Linked DNA regions of Mus musculus: all the other regions are linked to region 3. A link is a contact called in public promoter capture Hi-C data. All regions are on one chromosome and are shown on one strand. Each heading gives the region's core, a stretch centred on a gene start, on an enhancer-like site or on the middle of the called end of the contact. The rest is flanking DNA. Distances are from core to core; before and after follow the strand shown.

Evidence for each region. Promoter capture Hi-C pulls out the DNA fragments that hold promoters and counts their contacts. Capture Hi-C pulls out chosen DNA fragments and counts their contacts.
Region 1: a contact with region 3 is called in a promoter capture Hi-C map of adipose tissue, with 3 times the contacts expected there. The contact joins the promoter of Prr5l here to the promoter of Apip in region 3. A contact is called at or near these places in 3 of 39 promoter capture datasets (embryonic stem cells, hippocampal neurons and stem cell-derived epiblast-like cells), 1 of 115 datasets of contacts at active chromatin or transcription factors (astrocytes) and 2 of 9 other capture datasets (adipose tissue and liver).
Region 2: a contact with region 3 is called in a promoter capture Hi-C map of hippocampal neurons, with 10 times the contacts expected there. The contact joins the enhancer-like site here to the promoter of Apip in region 3. A contact is called at or near these places in 12 of 39 promoter capture datasets (the 3T3-L1 cell line, 3T3-L1-derived adipocytes, the C10 cell line and 8 more), 2 of 15 datasets of contacts at CTCF or cohesin (large pre-B cells and pro-B cells), 22 of 484 Hi-C or Micro-C datasets (the G1E-ER4 cell line, the N1E-115 cell line, adipose-derived mesenchymal stem cells and 14 more), 4 of 115 datasets of contacts at active chromatin or transcription factors (embryonic stem cells, forebrain and large pre-B cells) and 3 of 9 other capture datasets (adipose tissue, embryonic stem cells and liver).

Annotation. Positions count from the first base shown.
Region 1 is chr2:101,795,955-101,800,221 of GRCm38.p6, reverse strand. Prr5l (proline rich 5 like) reads left to right here and starts at 2,515. Exons shown (of 9, transcript NM_175181.5): 1 at 2,515-2,750.
Region 2 is chr2:101,904,249-101,908,550 of GRCm38.p6, reverse strand. No RefSeq gene overlaps it. Among named protein-coding and RNA genes, the nearest start is that of Commd9, 20 kb to the right of the region's middle. Within about 2 kb of position 2,285, at least 71 of the 459 cell types and tissues checked have an H3K27ac peak or open chromatin away from gene starts, as enhancers often do. A contact at or near this core is called in cerebellar granule neurons, cerebral cortex, cortical neurons and 6 more, where this site is marked.
Region 3 is chr2:103,070,983-103,074,969 of GRCm38.p6, reverse strand. Apip (APAF1 interacting protein) reads right to left here and starts at 1,295. Exons shown (of 7, transcript NM_019735.4): 1 at 1,129-1,295. The coding sequence starts at 1,182. It overlaps Pdhx (pyruvate dehydrogenase complex, component X), which reads left to right and starts at 1,457. Exons shown (of 11, transcript NM_175094.5): 1 at 1,457-1,680. The coding sequence starts at 1,521.

The sequences.
Region 1 (4,267 bases), core at 1,266-3,765, 1.3 Mb after region 3:
GTGCCTGGTGCTGGTCTAGTAACTTGGACAATATCAATCATTGCACAAAGGGAATGAATGGCTTTTAGATGGCTCTATGTGTGTGTAGGTGGGAGGGGAGAGAGTAAATCGAGGAAAATTAATTTATATAACATGTAATAATATTACATGGTAATGGGGGTACTAAAGGGAAATAGGGGTATGGTGAAGGGTGTTGGGAGGAGGGAATGAACTGCAAATTTATTTTATTTCGAGACAGAATTTCCCTGCCTAGCCTAGGCTGACCTGGAACTTGGGATTCTCTGGCTACTGCAAGTGCTGTGTTTACAGGCAGACAGAATAAAGTAGGTCTCCTTGAACAAAGAACTGTAGGGGAGGAGCCCTAGCAAGGGAAATGCCTGGGCTTAAGGCTACCCTTTCCCTACTGCAGGAATAACAGCAGTGACAGTATTCTGTCTTGTGAGTTCCTGTGAGCTTCTGTGCAGTCCTCAGTGTGAATTCCTTACATCCTTATCCATGACCCCAAATGCCTATTGTTTTTACTCTCACTTCAAGAGAGTAAACTGAGGCCTGGCAACTCTTCTGGAATTGGCTGATACCCGGAAGCTAGGAAGGAGGTGCTGTACATACCCTGCCTTGTCTGCAGGGTTTTCGGCTTCCTCCTCCTCTTTCTTTCTCTTTCTTCTTCTCTTTCTTCGGAGACAGGATCTCTCTATGCAGCCTTGGCAGTCCTGAAACTTGAAATGTAGAGAGCAGGCTGACATTGAACTTGCAGCAATCCGCTTCCCTGAGTGCTGGACTTCAAGGCCTGTGTCACCTAGGTGGCTAGGCCAGCTTTCACTTCTTCATCACTGCCCAGGCTCCCCAAGGCTTGCTTTCTGTGCCCCGAGCTAGACTGTGTGCCCTCCCCAGCTATAGCAGGGACTCTTAGGGTAAGATTTAAGGGCTTTCTGTAGTCCTGGTTATTCCACTATTCCTGAACAGGTAAGGGGCTCAAAGGTTCACCTACACCCCCCACCCCCACCTTAGCACACAAGTGTCATAGTGTTACACTGACAAGACCAAGCTCAAATTATGCTTAGTCTTAACCAAAAAAGGGCAATATATCTTTTCTTTCATCAAATGTCACTGTGGTTTTAAAGTTTGCATGTTGATATGAGGTCGGACAGCGCTTTAAAAGTAGTCCCTTCTCAACCGCAGGGCAAAATTAGGCAGGGAGTCCTACAACAGTTGCATTAAAAAAAAAAAAAAAAGAAAAAGTGGGCTGGAGAGATGGGAGATGGCTCAGCGGTTAAGAGCACTGACTGCTGCTCCAGAGGCCCTAAGTTCAATTCCCAGCAACCACATGGTGGCTCATAACCATCTGTAATGGGATCTGATGCCTTCTGGTGTCTGAGGACAGCTACAGTGTATTCACATATATAAAATAAATAAATCTTGAAAGAAAGAAAGAAAGAAAGAAAGAAAGGGAGAGAGAGAGAGACAGAGAGAGAGAGAGAGAAATGTTAAAGAAAAGGGTTTTTGTTTTGTTTTGTTTTGTTTGTTTTTTGAGATGGGTTCATATAACCTAGGATGAAAAATTGAACTCATTGTGTAGAGCACGATGACCTAAACTCTTGGTCTTCTTTCCTCTACCTCCAAAGTGCTACAGGGATTCTAAGCATTCCAAAGGCCGTGACTCTTTAATACAGATCCTCATGTTGTGGTGACCCCCCCCTGCCCCCAACCATAAAATTATTTTGTTGCTACCACTTAACTGTAATTCTGTTATGCATTGTGTGTATATCTGATATACAAGATATCTAATATGTGACACATACACACACACACCCCACACAAAGGGGTCTCGACCAACAGGTTAAACACCATCGTGCTAGGATCCTGATTACTCCACCACCAGCTCAAATTCTTAGCACCTACCGAGCAACAACAAGGAATTTCCAAAGTTATTTTACATTTTTAAAATGTTCGAACTGGTTGGTTTTCTGTGGTTTCAATTCTGATATGTCGTGTTCGTGAAACCTTCGCCTAAAAATTGAACCCCAGATCCTTAAATTCGTTTTACAACGCTAAGGAAGAGACGCAAACAAGTGTGGAATCGGTTTGAAAAATCTTTCCTTAAAACGCATTCGCGCGTGCGCGCTCCAAAGCAGCAACAAAACCTCTCTCAGCCTCAGAAATGTTCCGCAGAACTCCAGTCCTTTTGTATCTGGTCGCACGAACACCTCTGGACTCCTGGAGACGTTTCTCATCCCGGGTTTAACAGTGGGAGACCAAACTCTTCTTGGCTTTTCGAAAGGTAGTGCAGAGTTCCCCTGATTTGCAGCATCCTCCCCTGCTTTTTAGGACCACGACCTTGGATTTCCTGAAATTGTTGAAATGAATTTAAGCGCAGGGTCTTCCGCCTACTCTTGTTGTTGGAGAGGAGGCGTGGGATGGGGGTGAAGCGAGGCGGGGGCATTGGAGAGAAACCACAGCGATGTGCACCGGACAGGAAAAGTGGGAGGAGGAGAGGGAGGAGGAGAGGAGGCGGCCGTAAGTTGAGAGAGGAGGGAAACAGTCACCAGCCTGACTCTGAGAGCTACGGCGGAGAGAAACCTGGGCAGGACGCGACCCGGCGTAGGGCAGAGCTGGGAGAGGACCTGGGGAGGGCGAGCGAGCGAGCGAGGCGAGAACCAGCCGAATCGCTAGTTTCTCTCCAGCAAGAAAACTTTCCCTGGAACACCGGAAACTTTTTCCTGAGCGCTCAGAGTCCGAGACGGAGGCGAGCGGTGGGTGTGCGCGGCTCGGCTCGGGTGACTCACGCCGGGGACCCCAAGGGGGTGAGTGGGGAAGTCCCTGGAGGGCCTGAAGTCATCATTCTGCAACTTCGCAGGCTCGGAAAATAACTCGCCTGGCGTGATCTGGGGGTGGGAGTGGGGGCACGGGGACAGCGAGACTGAGGGGAGACTCCGCGTGGTTAAGGAACCTCCGCATCGGATGCTGTAGGCGGGGAGGTAGACTACCAAGAGGTGGGTAAGGGAAGGGGCAGGCCGCCCTGAGTGTAGTGGGTCACGGTGGGAGAGGAAGCGCTGTGAACCCTTTTTGGGGGAATCCTGCCAAGCGTGGGACCCTAGTAAGCTAGAAGGCAGAAAAAGAATGTATCTGCACCATCCTCCCAAGGCCAGAGGGGCAGATCTACAGTCATGAGTGCTCAGGAGGCTACTCGCCTGAAAAACCCATCCTCTCAGCCGTCCCCTTCTTTCTTGAAGGGAGGCGTGAGAGTCGAGGTAGTAGATGGAGACCAGTTGGCCCGGAGCGCTGGGCAGGCTACTGTAGCCAGGGGACAGCCCGAGGGAGACCTAGCCTGTGGTGGTGAGAAGCTCGGGACAGTTCACTGCGACTCTGCGCCAGGCGCCCACGGTGTCCCCTTTCCGCTTCGACTTTCGCGCCCGCCGGGCGTTGGGCCGGGATTTCCTCTGCGCGCCTCGTGTGCGCACTGCGCGTTTTTACGCACAGGGGGCGCTGTGGGACCCGCACCTCTAGACCAGACTACGGTTCCCAGAGTTCGTGCCTGGACAGCGACAAGGACTAGGTGTGCTTACAAAGGATCCTTCAGGAATAGATTTTGGGGTGCTGCCCTTGTTGGCAGTAGGGGTTTCCCCGATTCCTACCCGCGCCCTGCCGGGGATCACATGCCACCGCCGCCTCTTCCTCCGCGGTGCCAGAAGCCCGCGTTTTGCTTGTCAGCAGTAAAGTGGAGAGTATTTATAGACGCCACTGCAATCCTGCGGTGTGCAAGGTTTCAATTACTGCGCTGCGTCGCGCCCCACAAGACGAGATGCTTACGCGCGGCGGCTCAGCTACATGTCTGCTGCGGAGACCCACTTGGAAAAACGTCTCCAGGCATCCCTTACTTGGGTGGAGTTTTGGAATTCTTGCCCATGCAAATTCAGATAAGGACTACAGTGGTCCTGGACAATCGCCTTCCATCCCATCAGCTTCCCCCAACCCCAAGCCTCTGCCAGCTTCCAGCATGGCATCCATCAGCCTTCAAGACTGCTCTTTTGACCATTCATTAGAACTGATACTTTCCCCACGTACTTCCAAATGTCATTGCTAATTCTGCTAAGACGCTTTGGTGGTAGAAAGTGCTGTTACTGCTAACACGAAGCTGCCACTGAGTTAGGAGGGAAATGATTTTAGCTTCATTTTAAAATTAGTCCCCAATGAGATTCCTTATGCAGCTAAGGAGGGTAAGTTGGTCTGTCAGGTGGAACTGGAGCAGAAGAGGCCTCATTCTAGTACT
Region 2 (4,302 bases), core at 1,036-3,535, 1.2 Mb after region 3:
GGGCCTGATATGCCTTTTATGGTAAGTGGAGATTCTTGTGATATTCCTAAAAAAAAACCCTGCAAGTTCTCCTATAGGAAAGGAATAGGGCCATCCAAGGTCAGTAGATCTTAAGTATGATTTATCGATGTTTTAACATTCTCATTTGAGATGCCTTCATATAAAAGGAATATTGTCTCTACATAGACAATCTTTAATTATCCTGGAGTTCTTAACCGTCAGCTGCTGTGAAACTCCAACAGGACTCCTGGCTGAGCCTCTGTTCCCTTCCTCTTCTGCTCACAAGTCTGTCCTGCTTCAGGCTGACTGGAAAGGCTGAATTTGGGGAGAAAAAGCAGGCAGCCCCATTAGAGGCCGGTCCAGGATTCCAGGTGAGAAAAGGATTCCTGGGATGGTGACAGGGAAACAGATGCCCTCCTAAGCAATGACAAGGGCACTGGGGGCCGGGGTTAGAGTTCAGCAGTAGACCACCTGTCAAACATGCAAGGCCCTGGGTTCAATCCCCAGCTTGAGAAAAAGAAAACAGACAGTTTGAAACTGCTTTTTAACCTCTCCCAAATGTTCTAGATTCCCATCTGTGAGGTGCTAAGCAGCCAGACAGAAGGAGGAGTTCTTTTGGGAGGACACCGAAGTGAGGCAGCCATATGGAGGGTGGAGGGGAGGCGAGTGATGGAGAAAACGGGGTCGAAAGAGACCAGGCTGAGCCTCAGCAATGCTGGGTCCTCCGCAGCTCGCTGACACAGTGAGGAAGGTCCGGGTGCCATCTGTGCTAGGGAAATGGTATCCTGGGAAACAGATGGCTGGACAAGCACACCCTCTGACTGACCAGAGCCCTACAGTCAGGTTGACCTTCCTGGGAGGTTTAGGATGGAGTGTTCTAAGAGGCTGTGGGCACAACAGTTGTAGTCCTTGTCATCACGACGTCCCCCTGTTGCTAGATCAAGAATGCTCTGGTTTCTTGCTTTTGGCTGCACTGTTCTAATGCCCCTCCCCCACCCCATTCTGCTTCTCAGGTTAGAAAAGGCCAGGAGCTAGTGAACACTGGGGATAGTTGCTTAGTCAACCTTTGGCACATTCAGGACATTCATTCATTCATTCATTCTCAGTCATTCATGCTCGCATGCATTCCAGTGAGTACTGACTGAGCATCTATAACTGCAGACACTGTCTTAGCTGCTAGGGACAAAATAATTAGCAAAACCTAGACTCTGTGCTTAAGGAAAGGCACATCAAGAGGACAGGTCACCACACCCTCAGAGGAAGCTGAGGCAGGAGAATCATGAATTTGAAGCTGGCCTGAACTATATAGCAAGACACTTTCTGACACAGTAAGAGAACAAGAGAAAAAAAATACATAATATGAGAAGTAGGGGGGACTCCATTCTTGGTAGCCAGACCCGTCCATGCCTGTTACCAACAACTTCTATTCCCTCCATCCTCAGAACTCTACCCTGTTAATTCAGATTTAAGTCAATTTCTTCAATTTTGTTCCAAAAGCTTAAAATGTAGGTGGAAAGCTGGTTATGAAGGACATTGAGTATCAATTCTGAGTTTAGCCTTCATTCTGGGGCATTAAGGAGCCATTAAGAATTTGGGGCAGGGGAATGCCATTAGACTCTAGTCAGACAGTGGGAGCAGCAGGAAGAAGGAGGAGGAGGGGGAGGAGGGGGAGGAGGGGGAGGAGGAGGAGGAGGAGGAGAAGGAGGAGAAGGAGGAGGAGGAGAAGGAGGAGAAGGAGGAGGAGGAGGAGAAGGAGGAGGAGGAGGAGAAGGAGGAGGAGGAGGAGAAGGAGGAGGAGGAGGAGGAGGACGGGGAGGAGGAAGGAGGAAGGAGGAGGAGGAGGAGGAGGAGGAGGAGGAGGAGGAGAAAACAGAAATAGGAGAAAGCTGTTGAGCCCGAAGCAAGGAAGTCCAGAAAGTTACCTGGGCTCCTCACCAGCCATGGGGGTGGGGGTCAGAACACAGCAAACCCCCTTCACACCAGAACTGGGGCATTCTGCACAGGGCCTTACCTAGAAGAGGCAGCACGCAGAGCAGACATGTACCCGCCATGGATGGGCACCCTCCCCGACTCAGATACCTTCATACATAATTAACCTCCTCCAAGCAGTGCTGTCAGGAAGAGTTAAGCTTAATCTCTTTCTTATACAGATGAAGAAATCGAGATTTAGTTCAAGCAGCCCTAGACCTGCATCCTGCCTCCACTATCCACCCATGGTACAGAAAGTTCTCTGCTGGCTGAATCCTGGACCTGTGGTTGCCGCGCACAAACCTTGTTTGGCGAAGCTGTGTCTGGCCGGTCCAAAGGTACAGATTCTTGGATTTACTAGCCTGTGGCAGATGCATCGGGGCATTAGGGGAAAAGTCCTGAAAGGGGTCCCTGGGAGTCTGTCCCTGCTACCACTTCTCCTTCTTCCAACCTTTGCTGCCCTGAGGAGATAACGAGATAACAGGCCTGGATCTGAGGGCCTCTTTTACAGGTAGCCTCTCCCTAGCCCGGGCTCTGGGAGAGGTCTGCTGCCACCTCACCTTTCCCGGTCTTTGTTTTCATTACTAAGACAGATGAGATCGAGAGAACAAGTGCGCCATCTGCTGGGCTTATCATGCAAGTTCCAGCTGCAGCTAGCCGAGCAGCAGGCGGCGATTGCCTTCCTGTTTGGATTTTAGGCCTTATAGTTAGTTTTTTTGAGTCACCTCAGAAGATAGTAAGACCTCGTGACCAGTGACATCTTTTATGAAATGAATCCCAGAGACAGGCTATCACTTTATAGCTGGAAACTCGGTACCGACAGGAACTGCCCATCATCCGGGTACTCAGGCTGTGGGACGAGGCTGGAGAAAGGCAGGCATTCGGCAGGACCACAGAAACAATGGGGAAGATCAGGCAGAGGGAGAAAGCCCACTCGGGCCTTTCCCAAGCATTCAGGGCCTGCAAACTCTCTCTGTGGAGATTAGGGTCCTCTGGCACCATCCCTGTACTACTGCCGTTAGCAATTTTTTTTCTTTTCTCAAAACTGCTTTAAAAAGAGGTGGGGGGAATTAAACCATAGAAATGTGAGCACCAAAGAAGATCGGATTGTATAAAGGTCATCAGTATGCAGTTAAGAATGTTCAGGAGCCAGGCGTGGTGACGCACGCATTTAATCCCAGCCCTCCGGAGGCAGAGGCGGGCGGATTTCTGAGTTCCGGGCCAGCCTGGTCTACAGAGTGAGTTCCAGGACAGCCAGAGAAACCCTGTCTCGAAAAACAAAACAAAACAAAACAAACAAACAAACAAACAAAAAACCAAAAACCAAAAAACAAACCAACCAAACAAAAAGAATGTTCAGGAATTATCAGGATTGGAAGTCGGTGGATACAGGCTGAAAACAGGTTAATGGCTTGAAAACCTTCAAAGTTCTAGACGGCCAATAGCTTCTAGATTAGAGCATAAGGGGTTGGAGAGGTCACTCAGTGGTTAAGAGCACAGGCTGCTCTTCCAGAGGACCTGGGTTTAATTCCCAGCAACCACATGGCAGCTCACAACTGTCTGTAACTCCAGTTCCAAAGAATCTGACACCCTCACACAGACATGCATGAAGACAAAGCACCAATGTACATAAAACTAAGTCCATCATTTTAAAACACACACACACACACACACACACAGAGCTATCCTCCTGGTAGTTAAAGAGAGTTCCAGGACAGCCAAGATTATACAGAGAAACCCTGTCTTGAAAATCCAAAACAAACAAACAAACAAAATTAAACAGAAACAAAAGAAACGAATGTAAAAGGAATGATAACTAATAAGAGTTCCTTGCTTGTGGTAACATTCTCACCACACTGGACTCACATCTTGGAAGTTTGTGAACAGCAGGCCAGAGAGCTTGACTAGCAGTGCCTGGGCAGGGGGCCTGTGTGTGTGCAGAGACCTCACTGAGTGGCTCACTCGGGTGTCCATTTGTCTTCACACTGAAAATCATCAGAAACGGAAGGCAAAGGACAACGATCAGGATCCACAGAGGCAGCCGGCAGGGCTGATCTAGGAGGGTTGGAAGTCACCACACTCAAGGCAAACTTAGGTCACCTGTGGGAAATCACAAACTTTCTTCCGCTACTGAATCGGCAGCGTTGGGGAGATGGCTCAGATAGTAAAGGACCTGGTTTTAGATCCCCAGAATTCAAGTAAAGAAGCTGGGGTGGTGGCACATGCTTGTGATCCCAGAGCTGGGAAGAGAGAAGAAGATGCCTGAAACTCACTGGCCCATCTGCCTTGCATGTTCAAGGATGATCCAAGACCGCGTCTCGGAAAACGAGCTGG
Region 3 (3,987 bases), core at 46-2,545:
TCTGCACAACACTTAGAACTCAAGCCAACATTTTTGAATCAGGAAATTTCACACAGAATATGACTTTCTAAGTGTCCCTCAAAAAAGCAGAATTTGACACTGCGTCTATACCTCCAAACAGCAAGAAGAGGCTAGAGACATGTAATGAGATCTCTAGTTGAGGTATATGGTGGTCCTAGAGTTTTCTTTGTGGTTTCCTCAAAATATGGGCCAATCTAAAATGCTAGGTATTCAAAAGTCTTTGACAAATCACCATCTGAAACCACCCACTTCTCCTTCTATACTTGAAAAACATCTTCAGCTTCTTTTTTGTATGTGGCTATTTTCTGTCTTGATAAATTCAATCACAGCTCTTGAATCACAGGTTATTTTGCTGATCTGGCACAACACTTAGTATGAAAAAAAAATCTGTATTTCTATGATGACCGTCACCAAGATTTACTAATAAGGGATGACAAACATGTCTGCTATCAATGCACCTTGATTCTGATACATTGCTTCTACTTTCCTCGTTCTCCATATATAGGGATGGCCACCAGGGACCTGTGTCCTATATGCAAAATCTCCCTTTCAGTCGTGCCTAATTTCAAGGTTTATAAAGAATTTGTGAAAAGCCACTTATTCCAAGACAATAATAGTTCAGATGCTCTGCATTAAATATTTCCTGTTTTATTTTAAATTGAGACCCCTTGGCTAGACGAAAGGTTAGTAAAGATATAATTTTGTGGACTTCCCCTGAGTCTTCTGCAGGGCTTATCAGTTAGTATCGAAGCTGTTTATTCTTCTAGTTCGCTAGTTCACCATTTTCTTAGCACTAGAAGGCATTTCATAAGCCTGCGTCCTGTTTAACTGAAAGAAAACCCATGTTGCCCCAGGGCCCATTTTCCTTAAAGAAGAATCATTTCCAAGAGCTCCCACCTCATAACGTCAAGTAAGATAGGCAAGGACAACTGCCCAAAAGAGTGCCCTTTGGGGTGCCTGACAATTCCGGTAGAGCAGTCCTACTAGCACAGAGGGGCCTCTGACTTTCGCGGACTGGGTTAGGAATTAGCCGCCTAGAGCTCCTGGCCGAAGCCCCACCCCGCGGCCCGTGACCCCACCTCGCCTGCTGTAGACCGCCGTCCTTACCTGCGCGCCACACGGCCGCGAGCAACAGTCTCCTTGAGCTTGACAGCCAGACATGGTTCTGACTCTGCTCCGTTATCTGTCCCGCGCTCGTTCCAAGTCTGAGCGGCCGGCAGAACGCTATTAGGCGACAGAGCGGGCAGCCTGGGGGCGGAGCAAGAGTGAGAGGCGGAGTCTGAGGGGGACCTCGTCCCTTTGGAGAATCTGCGGCGGCGCAAACCGGCCGGTGGGCGTGCCCGTGAAGGTTGGAGGCGGTGTTAGAAGGACTAGTCCTCCAGTCCAAGGCGGGGAGCGTGCGCTGTGGGCGGGGCCAGCCCATGCAAGGCGGGGCCTGGACGGGCCTTGAGGCCGCCAATCTAGTTGACTTGCGAGCTTTCCCGGAGAAAGCCGGGAAGATGGCGGCCTCCTGGAGGCTTCACTGTAACCAGCCGCTGCTTCGGTACCTTCTGGGATTTAGCAGCCGTCGAAGCCTGGGACTGGCTCAGGGTGCTGCTGCTTGGCCTGTCGACCGTGGAGCAAGTTGGAGGTGGTTTCACAGTACTCAGCTGCTGCAGGGTGAGTGGCTTGCGCTCGCTCCACTTCTCTCTTTAGCTGAGCAATGGGGCCTGGGTCAGGGGCTTTCTTGATTGGGGACACGGTTTGTGAGGTTAAGTGCGGACTCTTCCTGTTCCTTTCAACCTCCCCCAGAAACGGGCCTGCTGACTTAGCCTATGGCATGCGGCAAAAGAACTGTCTTCAGACTTGGGAGAGCATGGTTCCGTCCTTGGCCTGCCTTCAGGGCTACATGGCTTCTCTGTGACCTTGCTTTAGAATTTGAGAAATTTCGATGTCACCTAGGGAGGGTCTGTTTTAAATCCCTCTATTTTAGACCCTTATCAATCACATGTCAAATTTCTTTAATTTTACCATTCCTCTCTAATGTAATATAGCTGCCCATACATTCAAAGCCACTATTACCCATACTGATTCATTCAAAGGACCTGTCCCTATTGGAAAACTTTAAATCTTACTGCACTTAATGTATGCAGCATACAAGACTTAACTTAGAAAATACAGAATCACAGACATTGCTAGAATGTTTCAAGTAAAATATGTGGCATGAAATTCATACAGCCTATTACATAAAATTGTTCTTAAGCAGTGATATTGAACTCGGAGATATACCCACTGTCCTTCCGTTATTTAACATACAGCATATAAAATGGCAGACCTGGCATTATTCTTCCTTACGTGTATGAATATGGGCTGGGGGTTAGGATGGGGGCACAGAAAACAGTTTTAGAAACCATTAGACATTTAAGTAATCATTCTTACCACCACCTGGTACAGTAGGCCTAGCCCACACTTTCTGAGCTGTCTGAGGCCACAAAACAAAACAAAAAAAAAGAAAAAGAAAAACAATAAAATCCGTGTGCTGAGATTTCTAAAGAGGGGCTAATAGGGACAATTTACCTAAGTCATTTTTGGAGTAATGTTTAATAAATACTTCCTGGATATTGTCTTTAACTGTATAGTATATAATATTTTCTCTGCCTGGTCCTCATTTGTTAAAACTGAACTTGCCTACACTTAGCAGAAACTCTGACTCAGGAATCTGCACCTTATACTGTTGTGAGTTTAATGGAGCACACTTTTGAGACTCCCTGCCTCAAAACATCGAGGAATATGAAAGCTTAGATTGGGAAAAATACCTGTGAAATGGCCTATCCTTGCTTGTGAGGTCTTTTTGAGAGTGTGAATTTCCTAAACTCTGTTTAAAAAGGAAAGAGTGTGTGTTCTTAGACACAAAAAATGAGTAGTTTCCAAGATTTTTCTTAGAGTCAGCTGCTTCTGCCTTTAGAAATTCACATGGATAGTTTTCATCTGCTAAGTCTTGGCATTTTACCTGGACTTATCCTCTACCTCCGGGTAGATACCTTGAACACCTTGTCTGTCGGCATCATTTGTAGGAAGATGGTGCTGAATCCCAAGGCAAACTGAGTAGTTTTATTATCACTACCCACTATCCACTTAAAGTACACATTCATTGTCTTAAAGCTTTTGGGGTCAGAAGTATAAAATGAATCTCACTAGGCTAAAGTCAAGGCGTCTAGCCAGGATTGTCTTCTTTGGAGGTTCTAGTAGGCAATCTGTTTCCTTGTTTTGTTTTGTTTTAGTTTGTTTGTTTGTTTGTTTGTTTTTGCTTTTTTTTTTCCATCCAAAGCCTTCTCAGATTTGTGGGCTCTTAGTTCCTGTCTCTCCTCCAGCTCAGTAACAGCGAGTCTAGTATTGAGCACACTTGTATCTCTCCACACTTCCTCCTACCTCGCTTCCATCGAGAGGATGAAGTCTTGTTGCTATGTTGGGCCCAGCAGGATAATGGATTTTTCCCCATCTCAGGATCAGTTGATAACAACCTCCATCCACGTTCATCTTAATTCTGTCTTGTTCTGTGAGATAGCATATTTGTAGATTTCGGACATTATGACAGAGACCTCCAATAGAGGCATTATGCTACATGTGGAGCCCGAATCTTTCTACCAACTCTTACCAATACGATTTTGTTAAGCTACTTGAATACATTAATTATTTTAGAAAACATGAACTTAGAGGGTTGGCTTTCTTTTTTTTTTTTTTTTTTTCATCCTCGTACTTTAATAAAACTAAGCTGGTTTTTGTATCATCAGAGACTGAATTAGGTGCATTTAGTGAACCCACTTCTCTTTCACATACTTATGTAGGATTTTAAAATCTGTAAATTTGGAAGTACTCTTGTTTTGTTTTCCCTAAAGGGGATTTGTTGGCTGCCTTTGGGAGTTATGGCATGGGCTGTGTGCTTAACACTTCTTAGAATTTTTTATTGAGTTCTAACGATCTAAAACT